Linked DNA regions of Mus musculus: region 1 is linked to region 2. A link is a contact called in public HiChIP or PLAC-seq data. All regions are on one chromosome and are shown on one strand. Each heading gives the region's core, a stretch centred on a gene start, on an enhancer-like site or on the middle of the called end of the contact. The rest is flanking DNA. Distances are from core to core; before and after follow the strand shown.

The links. HiChIP or PLAC-seq counts read pairs in DNA pulled down with a chosen protein or histone mark.
Region 1: an HNF4G HiChIP or PLAC-seq map of pancreatic cancer cells shows a contact between it and region 2. The contact joins the promoter of Gramd4 here to the enhancer-like site in region 2. A contact is called at or near these places in 3 of 39 promoter capture datasets (embryonic stem cells, hematopoietic stem and progenitor cells and maxillary cranial neural crest), 5 of 484 Hi-C or Micro-C datasets (the G1E-ER4 cell line, cortical neurons and embryonic stem cells), 7 of 115 datasets of contacts at active chromatin or transcription factors (embryonic forebrain, embryonic stem cells, forebrain and 3 more) and 1 of 9 other capture datasets (embryonic stem cells).

The regions. Positions count from the first base shown.
Region 1 is chr15:86,056,780-86,061,251 of GRCm38.p6, forward strand. It overlaps Gramd4 (GRAM domain containing 4), which reads left to right and starts at 1,983. Exons shown (of 19, transcript NM_001379572.1): 1 at 1,983-2,182. The coding sequence starts at 2,154. Gm41375 (a long non-coding RNA gene) reads right to left here and starts at 1,837. Exons shown (of 3, transcript XR_875536.2): 1 at 1,613-1,837; 2 at 1-62.
Region 2 is chr15:85,668,590-85,673,674 of GRCm38.p6, forward strand. No RefSeq gene overlaps it. Among named protein-coding and RNA genes, the nearest start is that of Lncppara, 33 kb to the right of the region's middle. Within about 2 kb of position 1,737, at least 278 of the 459 cell types and tissues checked have an H3K27ac peak or open chromatin away from gene starts, as enhancers often do. A contact at or near this core is called in the G1E-ER4 cell line, cortical neurons, forebrain and 2 more, where this site is marked.

The DNA.
Region 1 (4,472 bases), core at 733-3,232, 390 kb after region 2:
GGCAGGCAACATGGTAGCAGACAGGCAGGCATGGTGCTGGAGCGGTCGCTGGGAGCTTATACCTTGAGACACAGACATGAGGCAGGGAGAAAGTTAACCAGGAATATGGGTTTGTGGAACCTCAAGCACACCAGAAACACACCTCCTCTAGCAAGGCCACACCTTCTAATCCTTCCCAAACAATGTCACCATCTGGGGAACCAAGCATTCAAAATATGAGCCTATGGGGGCCATTTCTCATTCAAACCAACCCACCTTCCATCGAGAGCCTACTCTATAAAGCCAGCTCAGATCATAAAGCCTTTCTGAGGGCAGAGCCCTTCAAAGTAATCACGTGCCACATGGGTGTACTGGGGATTAAGCTTGCAATGCAGGGACTCTGGAGACACACTTTAACTTCAGCAGGGAGGGATCCCTACATGAATGCATCGAACCTCTCCTGGTAGAAGCTGCCCAGCTGAGTTCACAGGAGAAGGGTGGGGAATGACTCCCGAGAACTCTGGCTTCCTGGGAAGCTAGAAACATTTTCTAACTGGGCGACTGGTCAAGGGAGGCTTTGTGGAGCTGAAACTTTGGAGTTAGCTTGGAAGGTTGGGTAGGGCCAGAGTGGAGAGGCTCCCCCCTCCTCCGCGCCCCAGGGAGGATATGGTCTAGGCAATCCTGGAGGCAGGAAAGTAGCACTTGTGCTTGCAGGGGGCGGTGGGGGTGGGGCGACGACCAGAGTCCGGTTTTGCTGTAGGACAGAGAGGAAGCAGGGAAAGCCAGGGGTAGGAGGAACCAGCGAGATTGGTGTGGCATTGGGCTGGGATGCCGCACAAAGGTGACTCAGAGGAGGTTCCTGCCCAAAGTAGCTCTCATCTTGCCAAGACCAAGCCCTGCAGGCAGCTTAGCCTGGCATCTCACACTGCCAGCCAAGAGCCATTGGACAGACCTCATGTTGTGCTACACATGGGCATTGCTTCTCACTCTGCATTCAGAGAGAGAGAGAGCTCACCTACAGGAGCCTCTCTGGATGCCAGCCCCAGACCCTGGGACAAAGGCCTGTCTGGAAGGTAGGCAATGCTGGAGGACAAAAGGGGGCCTGAATCCTGCCCCCACCCACCCCACCCCCCAGAAAGCTTCAGAGTCCTTCAGCATTCCTCAAATCTCCTGGGGTGCTTGAGACATAATAAGGTGGGGGACAGTTCTGGATTGAGAGGGTTGGAGGTGAGGTCGTCAAAGCCCCGCAGTGCAAGCGGGTCATGTGGTCACAGGTCTAATGTGCTGTCTCCACTTGCTGATGCTGAGTTTGCTACAGTCACCCTCGTACCCTACAGTGGACCTCCTAGGTCAGACCCCATACGGTGCTGCAGGTCAGTCCTCCAACCAGGCTAGGGCCTGGGGTTCTGGAGGGTGTGGTCTTTTACCAGGTTCATTAGTTATCTTTCTGGGTCCTTGTCAACCCTGGTTTTTGAAAGGCGAGTCAAAACGGGGGAAGTGACTCCTGGAGGATCTCTTTTCCTTTAAGATAGTACTAGAGCTAAAGTAGGCTTCCTATCGCTACGGTGACATTTAAAGGTATGTGGCATTCCTGGTTAGGTACTGAGTGGGAGAGAAGGGAGGAGTTGCTCACTGCCCTCCAGGTGGAGGTTCCATGTCCTTTTCCCAGTGTGGAGCTGTGCTCTGAGTCCAGCCTGGCGGTGCCAGGACAAGTATTTCTACACCAAGCGCGGGTCTCCATTTGGCAGTAACCGTCAAGCCAGTTCGCCGGGAGAGAGGTGACAGTGGAGTGTATCCTTGTGCTCGGTTGTGCCCGTGGCTGCGACTGGCAGGCGGCCACGCGTGCGCGTGGGCACGCGCGGCGAGGACCCACGTGGGTCACCCAAACAAAGGCGGCGCCGCGTGATCGGGCGCGCGCGCGCGCACACACCGGGCAGGGAGGGCGGGGAGGCGAGGGGGCGGAGCGGGGCGGCGGCTTGCGCAGGCCCGGTCGGGGGGCGCGCAGACTCCGCGCAGCAGGACGTGAGCGCGCGACGCGGCGCCGCCTCCGCGCTCGTGGCCGGCACCCGCGGGGCCGCGTAGTCCCCGCTCCCCGGCGCCGCTGGGCTCCCGGGAGGGCGGCAGGTGCAGCGCGGCCGGGTGGCCGGCCAGGGGGGCGCCGCGGCGGCGGGTGGATGAGAGTTGGCCCCGATCATCCCGCAGGGTAAGCGGCGCGCACGCGGACTCCCACACGGACCTGGGCGACGCTGGCCACGCTCTGTCCTAGCTGCCGGGCCGCGACCCCGTGTGCCCACACTCTCACTCGGTGGCCCACAGCAGCGACCCTCCCTTCGGGGAGCAGCGCGGGCGCGCCCCCGCACACACGCTCCCGGGGCGCGCGTCACGGCCGCCCCTCGCGCGTACCACGGGCGCTGTGCGGGTCAGGGTCCTGGTGGGCGAGAGGCAGACGTCGATGGGACGCAGGGCCCAAACTATGATGTGGGGGAGTCATTAGATGGGTCACCATGCCTAGGCCGCTAGCGGGGGGGTCAGGATGAGGGCACAGCAAATGTCGTCCTACTGACCCACTCTCTTGGTGGTGGGGGAGGACTGAAAAGGAGGAGGGCTGTCCAGGCCGGTGTGGCCCAACAGATGACCCGGGGAAAAGTTGTGGACGCTTGCTCCCTTTCCACACCCTGCTCTCTGTTATATCTTTTCCTTTCATTTGGAATTAGCCTATGGGATTCTGGGGACAGTTGGCACCTGGGCTGGAGCTTAGGCCTATGTGTTTATACAACCGTTAAGGTGGGGTGCTGTGTGGCAGTCCCTAACCTAAGACTTCATCTGTCCAGAGCGGGACCAGCACCTCTGAAGGGTGGAGAGGGACTGACTAGTCTGGATGTTGGTTCCCCTGTGGCCTTCCTACCCGTGGCCAGGGTAAGAAGCAGGCTTCTAGGGCCAGAGGCAGAACCTTGTACTCTTTGGAACTTCCCATTTTCAGAGATAAGAGAGATTCAGTTTGGGGGGACCTTGTTCAGAGTGGGTTCCCTTCCTGCCTTGCCTTGTGTAGATTAGGGACAAAATTAAAGGTGCTGAGTCTTAACGCACTCCCCCCCCCAATCCTCAATTTCGCTGAACCCCAGCCAGGTAGGAGCTTGCTTTAGGGCCAGGTTCAGAAGGAGGGGTCATGGTCCAGGCTCTGTAGGGTTTGAAATAAAGGACAGTTGGAAGTTAGTTTATCTCGGATACCTGTTCTGTGAGATCGGGCAAGGCACTGTCACAAAACCAGCCCTGCCTCAGTTTCCTTATCAGTGGGTGACTAATGACAAGATAAGAGTTAACAAGATGGTGTGGGTTCCACGGCAGCCAGACACACTCTAGGTGAGGAGTCAGGCAAGGCCATCCACCCTGTGCCTCTCAGGTGGCTTAGTGGCCCTGCAGAGATCGGAAGAATCTTCTCTCATTCTGCCCAACCTGTTCCCAGGCCCATTTGGGGATACACAGCCCAGTCCAGTCAGAGTGCTTTATTTAGTATCCCTGACCCGTGCTAGGATGAAGCCACAATATAAAGATGCTCTCTGGGACACCCCAGCTGGGAGTCTCAGTCAACATGCCTGCTCCTCCCTCCTCCCCAAACTGCTTGTGGACTTGGAGCCCCCTGCCTTTGCTGTGGTACTGATTACTGAACTCCCAGGGGTACGGGCTAGGATATCTAGGAGGTTGGATACCCAGGATGGAATTCTTTGTGGACCATCATTTCCCTGCTTTCCTCTGCCATCCTGGCTGATGGTGGTGAACATGGCTGTCCCTGTTGGTTCCGGAGATGTCTGTCTGAGTCCATGCTAGAACTTATGTCCTATAAACTGCCCGAGATAGTCTCAGAGTTGAGGTCTGTTTCCACCCAGCCTGGGCACCTGTTTATCCTGTGCCTCCTCCCCAGGCAGGCAGAGAGGTTTTTGCAGAGGTGTATTCCTTAAGGGAAAACCAGTGGTCTCTCTCTCTCCAAACCTCCTGGTGCCCTCCATTATCGTGGCTCCCCCGGAGTGGCGCCAGCAGACAGCGCAGTCGTCGGTGCCAACAGCCGTGGCCTCCGCTGTCCTCATTCTCTCTGGGCTTCACCTTCACCTTCACCACCTAGAAAGAGGAGAGTCGGACCTGTTTCCTGAATCAACATTTCTGCCTCACAATAGCGAGTGCTCCACACAATGGAAACAGTGTCACCGGAGGCTCTGAGACTTGGCTGTGCTTGTACGGCATAGGAAGTTACAGCTGTTTAGAAATAGCAACTCCAGCCATGCCACATCTGGACAGAATTCATGTCTGGAGAACCAAAGGCTTAGTATTCTGCTGTGGGATCCTTGTTGGCTAATGTGCTTTGTGGTGTCCCTTCCTTCTCTGGGGACACATGGGAGCCCTATCCAGTTCCTCATGCACTGGTAGGGCTTCTCTCTAGAAGCCGGATCTACTGAGCCTTTACAGGGTTGGGGTGCTCATGATGGGGCAAGGACTGTGTT
Region 2 (5,085 bases), core at 487-2,986:
TATCACATTACCTATAATATTTATGGTGTTTAGGAAGGGTGATTAGAAATTGATTATTATAGTGCAGTGTCTGGATGCAGCTTTTATTTTTTTCCCCTCACGAGCATATCTCAAAGGTATGCAACCGTTTTAGACTTTGCACTTGAGAGCAGTTTTGTGGGAGAATAAGCACCATATATTTGTGTTTAGAATCCCCATTTGGTCATTCCTGAGCTTGCTCATTATTTTGGGAAAACCAGATTTGGCGTTTAGAAGGGCCTGGTGCTTGGAATACCAGTATCTCTGCAGTTAAGCTCAGTCCTAGAGCTTCTGTTCTTCTAGGGCCTCACTAGACCACAAGACTTCTTTAGTGTTTTCTGGCCTCACGGTTGAGGTTACCCCCTCCCCACCCCACCCCCCAGCCCCTACTGTGGCTACAGCAGAAGAGACTTGCTAGGGATCTGTGTGGTATCAGGAGACTGCCTAGCACAGGATCACCCTTTGCCACACTTCCTGATCGAGGCTGGGAACTCTCACAGTAAGGAGAATTGTAAAGGACCATACAGTGCCAGAAAAGATAGGTTTCACCAGCCCTGTGGCGAAGACTCGGCAGAGCCACTCTGGTATAACACTGAAGAGCCCCTGCCCTTCTGCCCCTGAGACTCTAGCCCTAGGACCTGGGTCCACAATACACTCTTCCACAGAAAAGAATGAAGCTCACTAGATGTGACTGTCTTCAGCTACTGGCAGTTGTAGAAAATGAAAGTTGATCAGGGCAGGATGTGTCCTGGATTTTTTCCCCCTCCCCCTAAACTGTATGTTCTGGGGTTGCCTGCACTGAAGTGGTGTGGCTGTTGTACAGGCCAGGGTCATGGTGGTCTACAGTACTTAGACTTTAACAGGTTTCTAGTAGTTAAAGGCCCTGACGGAGCCAGCAAGCCCAGGCTACCTTTATCTAGTATGTTCAGGTTCTCCCTCGTGGCAGTCCAATACAACGTGGAATGAAGTTTCCTGGGAAGCGGGACACACGAGGAACTTTTGAATTTACCAATGGCATAAAAAAATTATATTTTTTATTACAACGAGCAAGTTTCAATTGGTTGACAGAAATGGCGAGATATGACGTCAAAGGACACTGGTTAGAATGCCAAGGCCAGTGGGGAGGAGGAGGGGGGAGACAGGCACAGAGATTGTGGGATGGGCCCTGGAGGCCTTGTTCTCTCTGGCCCTGGTCGTCAACGGGCTATCATACACCTCCAGAACCAGCCAGGTCCAAGTGGCTGTGATCCAGAGCATGTCTGGACAGGAGGAGGGAATCCAAGTCTAGGGACCCTGTGTTCACATGTGTCTCTGAGAGCCTGAGGCCCAGGCTGGCCTGTGTTTGGAAAACGCTTGTGCGCGCCAGTGAAGCGATCTGAAAGACGCTGCGGCCTCCTTGGCATTCTAACCAATAACCAGGTCCTGGAGCCCAGCCGTCCCATTCCCCCTTTTAGGGGCCCGGGGTGGCCTGGAGCCAGCAGTGTCGCTGAAGGGCTGAGAGCAAAGCCATGGCCTTGAACTACCCTCGCAGCTCCCGTGCCCCAGTCCTAATAGCAGGAAGTTGTTTCCAGCGGGAAAGGAGCGAGCCTGGAGGTGGGCACCAGCTCTGGGCAACATGCCTCCGCGAATCCCATGCCTTCCCAGGCACCTTGCACGGCCCCTTTGCATGCTCAGTTCTGTGCATTACTTCCCATACCCATTCGAGAGGTTGTGTGCTCTCCCTGCCGTACCCCGCTGGGCACCGCGCCCCTTGCTCCGTTGGACTGGCTGGGTCGCCCATGCGCGCGCCCTTCCTGCGGGAAGCCACTGCCACTATCGGGCCCACAACGTTGTCTCAGTACGCTATCTAGAGCTCCGTGACCCTGGCGGCTGTCCTCTGCGCGTACCAGGCTGCGGGCGGGCAGAGGGGGATCCTGTAGACCGAGGGTCCCAATCGGCCCCGAGCGTGCACGCGCGTCCCGGTACTGCCCGCAATCATGGCAGCCAGAGCCTTGGAGCGCAGCCGCGGAGCGCGCCCGGGCAGCCGCCTCCGTGCCAAGGCGGCGCGGGTGGCGCGGGCAGCGCGGGCAGGGGACGCGCTCCTGCTCAGCCCTCCCCGCTGCGTTGGCCCCGGGGCTCTACCGGTGGGTCTCCGCGGTGCGGTGCCCAGTGGGGTGGGCGCGCGAAGGCGACGGGCGGGGCCGCGGGGCGGGCGCGCGCAAGCGGGGAGCGCCCGGGGCGGCGTGCCTGCGGGGGCGCGCACGCGGAGCTGCGGGGCCAGGCGCGGGGCCGGGGCGGCGAATCCGCAGCTCCCGCCGCCCTCCCAGCCCAAGCGCGCCCGTCTGGGTGGGGGCCGCCCGGGAGGGGCGGCGCCCGGACGCACGGGCCCGCAGCGGGCACAGCGGCCTCGTTGGTATTCCGGGCGCGTTCGCAACCCTGACCTCCCCGCGGAGCAGGGGTGCCCGGGTGCTCGGGCACGGCCGCCGCCACCGCCCCCGGGCGGTCTCCCCAGGACGCAGGGCGCGCGGGCGCCTCGCTTCCCTCGTCCCCTCCTCCCCGGTCCCCCGTGCCCCCTCCCCCGCCCCGATCCGGCGGCGAAGGGGTGGGCAGGGAAACGCGCTCTCTGGGACAGGTGCCAACTCCGAGACAAAAGACATAAAATAGGCGGCAACGGGGGAAGCGCGGCCAGCGCGCTCGGGCGGGGACCGCGGCGCCGCGGGGGCCGCATCCTCGGTGCGGGCCGGGGAAAGTTTGGGAAGTCGGTGCGGCCGCTCTGCAGCGGCGGGGGACGCGCGGCCCAGGCCGCCCTCCGAGCCGCGCTCGTCCTCTCCGCGCCGCTGCTGAATAATTCATGGCGCGCCCGCCGGCCATTAGCATGCACCGGGCGCGCGGCGCGTCTGTGCCAAGCCACCGCTGCATTCGGAGCCCGGGCAGCGCCAGACGAGTGGCCCGCTCCGTCCCGGTGCCCTCCGGCCGCCCCCGGTGGCTCTCACCGTGGCCACGCTCGCGCCCTGGGCCGCTGGGTCCCGAGCCCGCCCGACGGCCAGGCTCTGAGCGTCCGGGCCCGCTGCGCCCGCCTGGCCGCTCCGGGATGCACGTGAACTTGGAGAAAGTCACGGAGCACGCCGGCCCGGTCCTCCGCGGCAGGGCGTGGGCGCACGCGGGCCCGCACACTCTCGTTGGCGTCCGGGACAAAGGTCTCCAGTGGCGCCAGCCGTGGACGCGTGACTCGATCCTTCGGGCCACTCTTGCGTGGTGGGTCGTTGGATGTAAGACTGCAGAAGCCCGGAGAGCGGTGGGTCCCGGGTTTGGGGCCTCGCCGTAAGCTGGCCAGAGGCCGTCCCACCCTGCGAAGAGTTGCGGGAGCGGCTCCGCACTGCCCTCGGCTGTTTCTGCGCGCCCAGGAGCCCAACGCAAGTCACCCCGGACTCCAGCCAGCGGCCGCGGGCATGCCAGCGCAGCGCTAGCGGCGGCCAAGACGTGGTCTGGCAGGGCGGTGGACGTGTGCGCCGCGGGCATGATCAAGGTTGGAGAGGTAAGAGCCTTTTTCACTTTAGCTCCTTAGCATTTAAATATTTAATGGGCAGATTTCTAAGAGGGGTCCTACTGCAGGGATCTTTCAGAGTCGGGGACACATTCCAGGTAGGTTGCTCTCGAACCCAAAGCCAGGCAGCTTGCAGAGAACACCACACTGTCCTCCATCCGGAACTTGGGATTTGTGAAACACAGTTTCTGATCTCAGGTGTAGGGTCTGCTAGCCTTGTAGAGATTTTATCGAGCGTATAAAATATTATAGCAGACATTTTAAACAATAGAAAAGAGAAAACATCTGTTGGGGGGGGTGTTTGGAAATGTTGTTTGGAAGCCTAAGTCCTTTCTCAACAATTTGACCTGTTTTACTAAACCCTTTTTACTTTAAAAATATTTTTTGATGCTAGATGGACATTTTCAGAGAGCTTGTTTAGGGTGAACCTTCAGCATAGCAGCCGAAATCCAGAGTGCAGTGGAAGACCCTTGGGTGGGAAGTTCTCGTTTATGGGGCGGTTAAATAAAGCAAAGCAAAACCAAATAACAACAAAACCCAGTTCATAACCTCTTTAATAAATGCACCTTCTTATAGGTGGCTCACACAGCACAGCTAGCAGGCTTGAGGGGTTTGTGGGGACCAAAAAAAGGGGCAAAAGAATTTGTCTTTACAATAATTATAGGGGTTTTCAGGTAACACTGAAATTAATTTCTTCAAAGTTGGATTTTCAAAAGCCTAAGTGATCTCTCCAGGCCAGAAATAGCTTCATTTTATTTGAGCACATAGGGTCTGTCTATCTGGGAAATAAAACCGGGTCTCTACATGTGTGTATGTAGCCTGGGTTAAAAAGATACTCCAGCCTTGAGGATTAAGGCTGCTTTCATATGTGTGCGAGAACACTGCTCTTCTTCCCACTTTTTTTAAAAATGTGGTTTGGATAGCCTTGTTGGGGGCATTCACCTCAAATCACACAGAGTGGGGGGCACCTATATCCATTACACCTCAGACCCATGAACTGGCATTTGAGGCCCTGTTTCCGGGAATATGGACGAGGCTGGAGAAGTCCAAGCCTGCTCTTTGCTTACCATTCAGAGCTGCCTGCTCCAGTTATCTAGGATAAGAGCTCCAGAGTAAGGAGGCTTTCTTTTGACAGAGTCAGAACAGCAACCAGAGGCTAACTTTGACCATCTTTTTCATGTGTTTGGTTGGTTTTGGTTATATAGTTAGATATGTATGTATGTACGTATGTATGTATATCTCCAAATATGTGTATATAACTATATAACTATATATATATATGTATATATATATATTTAACCAAATATATGTAGATTGTTAGTCTGCTTTGTACTACTCATGGCCCCTGCTTAGAGATATTATTTATTACTTAATCAGAGGCATTTAGCAAATGCAAGCCCCGGGTGAAACATTTGAAAGCCATCTCAGATGGAGAAGTGCATCGTAGAAGATATGTGCCCACCCAGAGCTGGGGGTCTTTAACAGAAGCTCACACTCCATGGTAGCCTTGCCAGGAAAACGCTGCCAGGGTTTCCCCTTGTTCA